2 separate regions of the Zea mays genome follow, and region 2 is linked to region 1. Evidence: chromatin contacts called from public Hi-C data. All regions are on one chromosome and are shown on one strand. Each heading gives the region's core, a stretch centred on a gene start, on an enhancer-like site or on the middle of the called end of the contact. The rest is flanking DNA. Distances are from core to core; before and after follow the strand shown. Region 1 holds the start of LOC100192098 (Hydroxyproline O-galactosyltransferase GALT4). Region 2 holds the start of LOC100273401.

The links. A called contact is a pair of places that touch in the nucleus more often than the background predicts.
Region 2: a Hi-C map of ear shows a contact between it and region 1, with 2.8 times the contacts expected there. The contact joins the promoter of LOC100273401 here to the promoter of LOC100192098 in region 1. A contact is called at or near these places in 2 of 25 Hi-C or Micro-C datasets (ear and tassel).

Annotation. Positions count from the first base shown.
Region 1 is chr1:296,695,861-296,702,164 of Zm-B73-REFERENCE-NAM-5.0, reverse strand. It overlaps LOC100192098 (Hydroxyproline O-galactosyltransferase GALT4), which reads left to right and starts at 3,794. Exons shown (of 7, transcript NM_001137521.2): 1 at 3,794-4,793; 2 at 4,885-5,117; 3 at 5,291-5,578; 4 at 5,654-5,782; 5 at 5,866-6,039. The coding sequence starts at 3,962.
Region 2 is chr1:296,857,292-296,863,595 of Zm-B73-REFERENCE-NAM-5.0, reverse strand. It overlaps LOC100273401, which reads right to left and starts at 3,118. Exons shown (of 1, transcript NM_001147838.2): 1 at 2,213-3,118. The coding sequence starts at 3,026. The coding sequence ends at 2,340. LOC103644203 reads left to right here and starts at 3,025. Exons shown (of 4, transcript XM_020544537.1): 1 at 3,025-3,130; 2 at 5,598-6,126. The coding sequence starts at 3,025.

The sequences.
Region 1 (6,304 bases), core at 2,545-5,044:
AGCCCTAAGTTCATGCAGTCGCACTGTTAGTCTGAAGTTCAGACTCAAACAGCCTGACAGCCCAACTTCAGGCTCATTTATCTTCAAATTCTTCATAACAACCATGCTTACTCCCTTAAGAAAAGTTATTCTCCTTTGCTAGATCTACAATATTGCTGTGGTGACCTAGGGCAAAAACCTTATAATTTGGCAGATATAAGGCTCCAAAGTTGAGCTAATTACACTGATTTCAGACTTATCCAAAAGGGTTTAAGTGTGGCTCTTTTGGAAATTAGTCCAAAACTCAAGGTTTAACTTGCAAATCTCCATAATTTTGAACCTTATGACTTAAGACACCTTATTATCATGGTTTTTGCACTTTAGCCCAAAAGTGCACTGATTTTGCACTTAGCCCCCCTAGGGTTTAGGTTTAGGGTTTTCTAGGGTTCCAATTAGGGTTTCTTGCACTCTTAGGGTTTGGATCCCACTTGAGTTCATCTATGGTGATACTTTATGATTATTTCTAACAAGCTTTGAAGTTTTCACCTGTTTAAGCCTTGTTTGCTCTATTACACCCATTCTAGGGTTGAGCTCCCTACTCTAGGGTTTGATTCACAAAATGTCATAACAATACAACTTGTTTGAAATTTTTTCCTAGTGAATGCACTATAGGTGTGTCAGACATATGAAATGCCCATGCTTATGATGTTATGCTCAAATTTTAGTAACAGTAACACCAGGGGTGTTACAATTTTTTAGCCGCGTCCAGCAATGCATGAAATGAAAAGGCTTTTTCTGTGCGGTAGCATTTAGAGTTGCAGCTTTCGAAGTCTACAAAACATTTATAATACTTGTCAAATCACGAATTAAAGTAAGTACACATGGAACCATATCCATACTTAAGTATTACAAAGGAATGTTATTATACCTTGTCGTTGTCTGTTAGGTCAGTCTGATTTTCCCTTAGGACTCTTGCGTAGAATCCAGCATATTTACCTGTTTCAGCCCTTATTTTGTCCCATCTGCTGCTCAAAGCCCTATTAAGTCTCATTGGAAACTCACCTCTAAGTTCATTGTACCTTTTCTCAATTCTAGCCCATAAACCCTCCTTCCTCTGCCCTGTGCTAATTACTGGATCACTACTAATCTCTACCAAGTTTTGCAAAGCAAAAGGTCTTCATCAGGTTTGAAGTTCTGTTCCTTTGTCCTCCTACCTGTCGCTGGTGTGTCCGAAGGTTTGGTAGGGCTGTTTAATTCCTGTACACTATGCTCTGCTTCTGATTCCAAATTGATAGGGTCAGTCTGGTTGGTCACATGGGTATAAACCTGGGGAAATGGAGTAGGTGGTACCATCTAGGCTTGACCCAATGATGTTTGTGGTGGAGGACCACCTGGATTCATCATACTAAAATATGGGTTCCATGGATTGCGAAAGGGAAATGAAGATGTGTCATTAGGTCCCTAGGACCAGGTAGGATTGCTCATCTGGGTTGTACTACCAGTAATTGTAGCAGGATGGGTTGGGTCTAATCCTTGGCCCTGCTAGAACTCAGGATCCCACATGGGTGGGGGGAAATCTGGTTACCTGTACTGGGGCTAGCACCAGGAGGTCGAATAGGTGTGTTTCTGTTGTTGTCAGCCATTCTGGGAATGAAATACACGGATCAATTAATTTGGAAAATAGATAACACACTTGTACTAAAATGTAGCAAGTTTCATGCACTCCACATAAGGTTCATACAAAAGCAACATTAACAAACATCCGACATGTCCTACATCGGTTACCCATGCATCACAGACATCACACAAAAGTTTGTATTTATTTCGATGCATTACTAGCACTAAGACCTTGGTCTAGGTACCACATTTACAGGTTCTAAATGCTATACCTAGTGGACATGTCCGAGTCATAAGAGTCATTGTCACTGGCCTCATACAATTCTGGTGAGGAAGGGGGGTGAAAGGAAATTGTCTACCCACTGGGTCCACATGCTCCACAACTTTAATTTCTTCCTCCATCCTCACCTTCTCTGGGTCTGGCCTTGCTTTGCTCTCTAGGGCATCCTGCTCCATCAGGTCTACCTCCTTTCGAATTGCAAGTAGTGCATTCAGAAGGTAATGCTTGTCACCCAAATGCCTGAAAGCCTCTTCTAGAAAGCTTCTAATATTCAATGCACCAGTTTCGACTGAGTCTGCAAGATTGAGGACCAAGTGTTGCAGTACTTTGGCATCATGGCTGCTCATCTTGAATCCTATCCTCAAGCAGTTTCTCCTTTGCTAGACAAGGTGCATACATGAAAAAATTAGGCCCACTGTTGTTACTAATTAGTGAAATTAAAGTGGTCATGGCAGCTACCAAAAACAGGAAGTGTTGGGCCAAAAATGTTATTGTGCAAGAAGAATGCTAAACTATTTATACACATTTTATAAACACTTGACCCGTGGGTAGGTAAATTTGTTGGTTGCATTTAGTAAACTAAAATTACACAAAACAAATGAAACACATACAGCATTCATGGAAACTAGACTTATGAAAATGATTAAAAACAATGTACTATAGCGAAAAAGGATTTAGAACCTCAATTACTTGAAGTGGACGTCAAATAATCAACTAATATTTTGAAGCTGTATAATAAGTAAAGGTGTTCGTTAGTTGCATGCAATGGTTACTCATGTAAGGAAACACTACTGGAAATTCTAGATTCACTGAGTGCAATTCATAGACAGAGTTTACGGGCCTACAAGGTTAGTAAAGTATGGATCCTTACAGTTATCCAAAAAAAAAGCTAAGCTAATTTTTGGATGAAATCAACCTACACAATGGCCGAATCGGAGATCCGAGATAACCTAAACCCTAACCGTGAAAGAAGTCGAAGAACACATAAACCCTACCTGTCAAACCAGATCAAGAACAGGTAAACCCTAGTGTAAATCGAAGCTACGTTTATTTGGGCAACAGATTCAATCATAGGTGCAGAAAATGGCGAAGTCACGAATCGTACCTTGGACCTTGAAGATCGAATGAAGCAGATCGGCTCAACGTAGATCTATCGTCGAATCGATGACCTCCCTTTGCCCGAGACCCCGCAGGCGACGTGCCGGCGGACAGAGAGCAACGGCGGCGGCGTCTTCGCATGGATCTGCCGGGTCGGCGGTCCGCGAAGGTTGAAGGCGGATCCGCGTCGAGCTCCCCCACCGTGCTCGCCGCTCGGAGCAAGAAAACCGAATCGCGGGAGAGGGCGGCGTGACGGGTACCTTCTCCGGCGGGCCGACCGTCGCACTTGGTTCGCCTCCAAGACCATCCTCGGAGTATTCCGAACCCGCGAGCGTGTGGGCGAAGGAAGCGGCTGCGGGGGAGGAATGCGGCGTAGCGTGCCCCTCCATTTAGCGTGAGAGAGAAAGAATCGGGGAGGGAGAGGAGGAGGATGACTGGAGGAGGACGCCGGTGAAGGGGAATGAGGTGTACTGTAGCCCCTATATTGTGTACAGTATTAGGGGAGGGGAGGGCTGCGGACACCGTTGAAGACAGTCTAAATGCACTACTACAGTGGTAGGGTGCCCCCTTCCCCTTCCTGTCCACGTGGCATCGGCCCGCCCTCCCTACGCCGCCCGCGCCCGCAAGACGGGGCCCAGGGCTCTATGCCATGCGCCGAACGCACGCGGCCTTCTTGCGCCACGATCACGCAAAATGTTACATTTCCGCACGGCTTTTTAAAATCAGGGAAGGCCCAGATTACGTTCTATAGGAGGGAATTTCCCGTCCAATTTATTAACATATCGGGCTCCGGCTCGGCCACTTCGTTTGCACCCCCCGCTCGGCCGCCTCCACCGCTGCCTCGCTCCCTCCGCGCCCACCACGGAGAGCACGCGCGGCGTGCAGCTTCCCTCGCGCGCCTCGCCTTCCCGCTGCTCTGTCCGTTCACCTGCGCTCCTCCTCCTAGGGTTAGGTCACGCGTCGCCGTGGGCCGCGGCGCCCGGCGCAATGCGAAGGCCGTCGGGGGCCGGCGCGCCGTGCCGCAGCCGCGCGATCCAGGTGCTCGTGGCGGTCTCCTTCGCCTACGCGCTCGCCGTGCTGCTCCTCGAGTCGCCGTTCGTGTCCACGTCCCTGCTCGGGGCGGGGGCGTCCGCCGCGGCTTCGCGGAAGCTCCACCTCGCCGGCGCGTGGGAGGGCGTGAGGCGCGCCGTGCCGGCGCGCCCCGCCAAACACCCGCACAGGGAGACCCTCTCGTCGGACGCGGGGCGAGGACGGGCGCGCCGGTTGGCAGGGATCGTCTCTGGCCTCGAGCTCTGCCACCTCAACTCCACCCGCTCCGGCTCGCTACGCAAGGTCGCCGCCGAGGCTGCCGAGTCAGGGGCCCGCGTGTTCTCCGACCTGGAGGCTCTAGCGACGGCCCTGGCGTCCTCGCGTGATTCGTCAGGGGAGGAAGAGAAGAGCAAGTGCCCTCACTCGATCGTCCTCAGCGGCGACGAGTTCCGGGAGAGGGGGCGGGCGGTGGAGCTGCCGTGCGGCCTGACGCTGGGTTCGTATATCACGGTCGTCGCGACACCGCACGAGGCGCACCCTGAGCGGGATCCTAAGATCACGCTGCTCAGGGAGGGTGAAGAGCCGATCATGGTGTCGCAGTTCATGATGGAGCTGCAGGGGCTCAAGACGGTGGACGGCGAGGATCCGCCCAGGATTCTCCACTTCAACCCGCGCCTCCGCGGCGACTGGAGCGGCAAGCCGGTGATCGAGCAGAACACCTGCTATCGCATGCAGTGGGGCACTCCGCTCCGCTGCGAAGGCTGGAGGTCACGTGCCGACGAGGAGACTGGTCTGCACCCTCCACTATCACCAGATAAAGTATTGTTAATCTACCGATTACATTGGCCCAAAGATTTTATTCTGATTGGATTGTTCTGCAGTGGATGGGTTGGTGAAGTGTGAGAAGTGGATTCGGGATGATGAAGGGCGGTCGGAGGAGTCAAAAACGTCATGGTGGCTGAACCGGCTTATTGGCCGCACAAAGACAGTCTCCGTTGATTGGTCATACCCATTCGTCGAGGACCGCCTGTTTGTTCTCACTCTCACTGCTGGGTTCGAGGGTTACCATGTGAATGTTGATGGACGGCATGTGACATCATTTCCATACCGCACTGTAAGTGCTTCTCGTTTGTACATGAATAGATGGGGAATGGAATGCAATATTATATAAGTGCTTCTCGTTTGTACATGAGTATATCTTATTATACCAGGTCTACAAATATTAATATCGGTGCACTGCCATCCGTGTTTGACACTGTTAACTTTTGTCGCTGGTGGTGCTTGTAGGGATTTGTTCTTGAGGATGCTACTGGCTTATCATTGGATGGGGACCTTGATGTGCAATCAGTGTTTGCGGGGACTCTGCCCACCACACATCCTAGCTTTTCTCCACAGAAACACCTAGAGATGTTACCCAGTTGGCAGGCTCCTCCCCTTCCAGACGAACCAGTTGAGATTTTCATCGGTATCCTGTCAGCAGGCAACCATTTTGCTGAGCGAATGGCTGTGAGAAAGACATGGATGTCTGCTGCTCAGAAGTTGCCGAATGTTGTGGCCCGGTTTTTTGTTGCCCTGGTAAATCTTGAAGACCAAACTCGAGTACTTTTTTTTTGTTGGACTTGAGTTGGTCATTTTTTTTCTTTTCTGCAGCATGGCAGGAACGAGATTAATGCAGAGCTGAAAAAGGAGGCTGAGTTTTTCGGGGACATTGTTATTGTGCCATTCATGGATAGCTATGATTTGGTTGTTCTCAAGACAATTGCCATATGCGAGTATGGGGTATGTCTAAGTGCTTTCTTTCTTGCTACTATGAAGTCCCTGTAAAACACTTTGTCACTATTATAATGAACTTGTCCTCTCAGGTCCATGTTGTATATGCTAGATACATAATGAAGTGTGATGATGATACTTTTGTTAGACTTGATTCAGTAATTGCTGAAGTGAAGAAAATCCAGAACGGTGAAAGTCTCTATATAGGGAACATGAATTATCGTCATAAGCCATTGCGTGATGGTAAATGGGCTGTTACTTATGAGGTAAACTTATATTTGATTCCACAATGATCTCATATGCCCTTTTTCCTTTCATTGATTGAAAATGAAGGTGCTCTGCGCACTATGTTGTTGTAGCGAACTGTTCAATACAGTATATTTGGTCTGTATGGGTATTAAACATTAGGGCTAGTTTGGGAACTCCATTTTCAAAGGGATTTCTATTTTCCTAAGGGAAAATAAACTAATTTCCCTTGGGAAAATGAAAATCCCTTAGGAAAATGGGGTTTCTAAACTAGCCCTTAGCAAT
Region 2 (6,304 bases), core at 1,869-4,368, 160 kb before region 1:
TAGTGCCTATTTACAACTGCGTGTAGTGTTAAGGCTCGCTTAAAATTCTTGACACGACAACATCGTCTCAGTGTCAGAGCGAGTTATGTTATCTCCATTCTAAAATAAGTCAGTCTCGCCGTAGTATTTGTGGTTTTGTGTTGTTTCTTTAAATAATCATAGTCTTGCAGACTTACCGTAATTATCAAAGAACAAGAACGGAGCAATACAATTACAACACTAGTTTCGTCCTCTCCTTCCATGTTTTAGGAGAGAAGATGGTGTAATAGTCTTTTATCTCCCTGATATGTATCGAGTTTCACATTTAAGCATGCTCGTATAATCAGTTTATATACAAGAAATGATTTTATAATATGCAATATTTCAGAAAAGGTACATGATATAGAAAAATAGATTATATCTGGTGCACATGAGAGTTTGGTGCACATATTAAATCATCACAATTTATCACAGATCTAACATTTCTGGTTGCTTTATATATTTTGTAAAGAATAGAACCATTAGATTTGTGATGGATGTTGATGATTTAATATATGCACCATGTGCATCAAACTCTCATGTGCACTAGATATGTTTCCATAGAAAAAATATAAACTCCAAACTCGAAGAAACTTAGATAATCTAAACAATTGCAAACAAAAACTTCAACGATGAAATTATACATTTGAAGGCTCTTGAACGGCACGAGAGTGACAACAGGTACGAATTGCACAAATGGTCGACCTGTCTAGCATTCGTATTGTCGACCTACTTATAGGGTCGAGCCCCCCTGTAAAATTACAGTTTACCCCTCCTTTTACATAGTAATGCTTCACATTGGAGAGTGTGCATGTATAACATTTCACCATACAAAACATTCCACACACGTCTTCTCTTCGCCGAAGGTCCTACTGTGCATCACCTTTCGATGAAGGTTTTCATTGTCGCCACAGAAGCTTTACTTCTGTCACCTTTGGCTCTATGCACTTTTAATTCGCTTCTAGGTAGCCAAAACAATATGATGAGGATTCAGTGAGCAGAGGTCAAAGTGCTTTAGAACATTTCGATCTCTTTGACATGAAACACCTGCTAGACATCGATTTTGTTTCTTTGGACCTTCGGTAGCCCCTCGCAGGTTTAGTTTATTTTTTGTAATTAGCTCAAACCACAAATCTAGTCTGAAGGGCTCCGAGGCAAAGGTCCGAAAACACCTCCTTTTGAGTTCTTTATAAAAACATAACATAGAAATATGCAAACTACAAGTGAAAACACATTTGCCTTTTGGGCCAAAATGGCAGTGAGTGCGTTTTGCACTTGATCCTCGATTGGTGAGCCATTATGGCTATATAAAGATGCGAGAGGTGTCGAGTTCTGCATGACATTCCTCCAGCTCCAATTTTTTCACTTATTTCAAATTCGAGCACTTTGACATTTAGCTTCATTTCAAGATTTTCTAATATGGCTCACATTCGTATGACCACTTCGGTTCCTATTCCCACTTCCTATGAAGCTCTCCAGCGAGACAATGTAAGTAGCACCATTGAGGAGGAGAATCATGTGGAAGAAGTTGTTGACAGCCCAACACGAGTCGTAAAGAAGGAAAGCATGGTTTGAGGAACCCAACCTAACAATGAAGAGCCTGGCGTCGAAGAGGACGCCGAGGATGATGAAAGTGCCCTAAGGCCCAGGCATCGAGTCATTTAGATATTGGGAAATCAGTGGTAAAAGATGGGGACCAGAAGGTGTATGTGAAGCTTGAATATATAGACAATTTTAAGCTTAGCCGCCTTGGCGGTAACAACGAGACACCATAGCCATGGAGAGACAATTGTTGTGTATAAGAGCTTCTTCTAGGAAGGGCTTCACTTTCTAGTGCAACCAATGTTTTTGTAAGTATTGAGGAAGTATGTAAAACTATTTTCATTAGTTACCCCAAGTGCTATAATGCGATTAGGGGTGTTCATATGGGATGCCCGGTCAGCTAGTCGAAGTAACTCCGAATTCTTCTATAGAGCACACGAGCTTGATTACGAGACAAAAGCCTATGGAATGTTATAACTTCCAATATCATCAAGATATGACAACACCTATTCAACAGCGAAATTTGGGTATTACCATAAAAAATAGCTAATTATATGAGGTAAGTCTAATTTTCGTGGGCCTATGCACGACGCAAGTTACGGAAATTGCTGTTGTGTACAGTAAATTTATACATGTTTACCTCGTGTTGTGGCTAAATCACACAACTTTATTATTGATCAAATAAAATTATTTAATAATGCGAAACAACATTAGTTATGTACTGATGAAACAAAACTGTAAGGAAATTGCAAATCTAGCGAGCAGGTCGGCCGCGCGCGCTATCCTTTCTGGAACTTGGACTTGAGGAGCTTGATGGTGTCGGCGTCCACCTGGAAGCTCTTGGCCAGGACGTCGTCAGGGATCTCCGGGTCGGCCCCGAACAGGGTCTGCGCGGCGAGCACGACGCCGGGCAGCTGGCTGTTGAAGACGGTCATGGCGCGCGCGGCGCCTTTGCCGACGTTGTACTGGAAGTGGACCATCCCGCGCGGGATGACGAAGCTCTCCCCGGCGCGCACCACCTTGGAGTAGAACCTGCCCTCCGTGCTGACGAAGCCGACCAGCATCTCGCCGGCCTCCACGTGCACCAGCTCGGCGGACCGCGGGTGGGTGTGCAGCGGGTTGACGCCGCCGGGGGCGAGGTCGACGCGGTTGATGGACAGGCCCAGCGTGTTGAGCCCCGGGAACGCCTCCACGTTGCCCGGCGTCACGCCCGCGCCCATCGGGTTGTCCGTGCTCGCGCCGCCCGCGTGCGCCGCGAAGAAGAAGTCGTCCGAGACCACCGTCGACGCCGGCTTGCACGGGAAGCCCGGGTAGGTGCTGGAGGAGGAGGACGCGTTGTTGTGGCCGCCCGGCGCCACGGCCACGCAGAAGTCCTGCACCGGGTCCGGGTCGGCGCGGCAGACGGTGGCGAGCAGCGTCGCCGACAGCAGCAGGAGGAGGAACGAAGACGACGCTGGCTTCGACATGGCTCTGGATTGGAGCACCGTGCTCGTGCTCTGCTGGCGTGACACGATCGATCGATATGTGTGTCTGTCGATGATCGTGCTGAGCTTCGATTGGCGTTTTGGAGGTATGCTGCCATGGCTATATAAACCGGAGCAAGTGTATGTGTGGTGCGCGCGCGCGTGAAGAGGACGTGCGATACAAACGCCAAGGAATTGAAGGGTTCAAAGGCTGCCCCTGTCCAGGTTGACTTTGTGACCGAGACATCCACAAGCCGTGTGCGATATTTCCTTGCAGTGCCATGGTTGCCATTGTCAAGTTGTAGTAGGTGGCTTGACCATGGTACGTCCACATCCTAGGGATGGCAACGCTCGTGCCCACCGGTAAAAATCATATAGGGTATGAGTTTAATGGCTAGTTTGGGAACTACATTTTTCCAAGGGATTTTCATTTTCTCAAGAAAAAATGAACTAATTTCTCATAGAAAAATAGAAATCCTTCAGAAAAATAGCGTTCCCAAACTAGTCCTAAGTATGAGTTTATATCCACGTGGGTGCAGGTTTGATTCTCAATCCGACAGATTTTTTCTCACGGGTATAAAAATGCTATACCTGTTCCCACAAATCCGTTTACCCGCAATATATATATATATATATATATATATATATATATATATATATATATATATATATATATATATATATATATAAGCATGTATGTACATAATATATACACACATATATAATTACATATATACACATAAATATATATAAAAATGATACATATATATATATGTATAATTATGTGTGTGGGTATATTCATGGGTTTGTGGCATTCACATGTCATTGGTATATGTAGCATATTGTATCTGCCGCGGATAATAGATACGTGTGTAAGTTAAACCCGGGGATACGAGTTTTAAAACTCTCTGACCGCGTGTTTCAAACCGGTTGTCATCCCTAATCCTAGCGTTCCGTTAAGTTGCGATGGGCCAGCTGATCCTGGCCGTCGGATCGTGACCCCGAGTGCTCTATGACGACGGGCCGGGGTCCGGCAATCATCGTATCGCCAGCGATGACGGACGGAGTACGTCTTGGCTTGCAAGTTCTGTGGTTTGGTGGAGACCTGGTCGGCCATGGAAGAGGCATGCGAACTTTCGTCTCCCATCCAATGGAAGATGAATCAACGCGAAGTCCCTGCATGATGCAACCAGTAAAGTGAAAGAGCAGTAAAAGTCGGCGCCCGCGCAGCAGCTAGCACTTTACAGTTTACACACGGCACACCTTTGGGACTTCACCGTCGAGTGGCCCGGCCCAAAAGTCTCAGAACAAACCCAGCTTCGAGGATTTTCTTGGCCTGGGCATATATACAACTAGTAACTTAGCTCGTGTCTCGCGCGAGCAGTCGATGTTTTACATATTTTAGAGCATTCATATAGGAACAACAAAATATGTAGACATGTATAGAAGTGACACAATTATCTGAACAGACAACTGGACACAGTGGTAGAACATTTCAATCATTTATATTAGTTCAAATGCTGGATTTACAGTTAGGTCACTGAATGCAATGGCTAAACATTTCAGTATCATTCAGATCCTTTCTCCTTCGCACTGCCTTTGGATTAAAATTCTAAAGCAGACAATCCATGGACAATGAAATTTTACCTTTTACGCTTCTATGGGAAAAAATGAGAACAAAAGCTAGTGTTCACTCTGTTCAACTACTCGATGATGACAATGTGGCTTCGATGAACTTTTCTGTGTAGTGTTACAGATGCTTGACTCTCAATGGCTTGCAAGGCGAGCTAGTTATATATGGAATTCAATGTGAGCATTCTTCATTAGGACAACATTTTATGCACGGTAGTGGTGGTTTCCCATGTCATTATCTACTTTGAGTTGATTAATTTATGTCCATATTATTAGGAGGTTCTGAAGTCCACTCGGGTTCAGTCAGAGCAAGATCTTAGTATCAGAGGTATTTCTCGCATTCAAGACATGCCATCATTCAGGACGCTGAAAAGTTAGCGTTGTTTGTAATTCACAGGAAAAGAGATACATTTTAGATTTCAATATTTTGTCTCAAATTTGTTGTATGTTCTTTCACTGGATTTTGAAGACGCGGAATTATGTATGTTCGTTCATGTATGATGCTCTGAAAAAGTAAATGACTGTCTACAACTCCTAACATCAAGATATGATGCTGGTGTATATTGGTCCGTTGGCGCCTGGCCCCCTGGGGCAGCTAACGCGGTGGCTGTGGACGCGTCGGCGGCGGAGGCCGAGGCCGAAGCCGAAGCCCTGCCGCCGATATCGCTGATCCGGCTGGCCACAATTTCTGTGTCCTGCTGCTCAAGCCAAGGAAGAGCAAGGCCCCAGCGGCAGACGGGACCGGGCCCACTCAGGCGCCAAGGCTGCCGGTGGTGGTGAGCCGGAATTGGAGCGTGTTGCATGTTGTGGCACTGACATGGTGGCGAGATGAGAGGAAGCGCGGAGCTGGACAGGCAGAGATGAGAGAGACGGCGTGACAGAATGTGAGAGATGTGGTGGTGGAGGTGGCCGGAGCCGTAAAAATCATATCGGAGGGTGTAGATTTTTTTTGTCTTACATGGACCGGCCGGAAGGCAACCTTTGCATCCGACTCTATTCTATATTCTATATATTACACGTCGTCAAAAAAACACACGCCGTCCGATCGTCAATCATCGCTTGATCTATTTTCCTCGGTCTCAGGGTACTTCCTCGTGTCTCTGGATACCTTCCCTCCGTCTCCGGATGCTTCCCGTGTCTCTGGATACTTCCGTTTGATACGACGTCTCCCCTTGTTTCTTTACCCTTCTGCCTCATCTAATTTCTTCCTACTCGCTCCCTCCGCGTCGTCCTTCTCCCGGCGCCGGAGCAAAGCCCACCGACGTCCGCTAAGTCATGGCACCATCGCCGTCGGGAGCAGCGACTTTGGTTCGTCAGTGTCCCTGCTCCCCTGCGCGCTTTGTCCCAGTGTTGCGTGGTGGGGAAGGAGAAAAGTGGTGGGGAAGGAGAAAAGGTACCGGTGGAAGATGGCGCTGCCGCAACGACGAAGTGGGGAGCAGTTAGCCATGGAGTGGGATGCGCAGAGGCGGAGGTGAGATAACCAGAGCAGAATATGTTGAACAACTTCTTCTCCATCCCATTTCCCTTCATTTGCCTACTCCCTTCCACCGCATACGGATAGGCCCTCAAGGTGATTTTCTTCTTCTCCCCATACCAAATCCTAGGTCCTGAAGCATCTACAGGGAACGATAATACGATCAGCTGGGCAA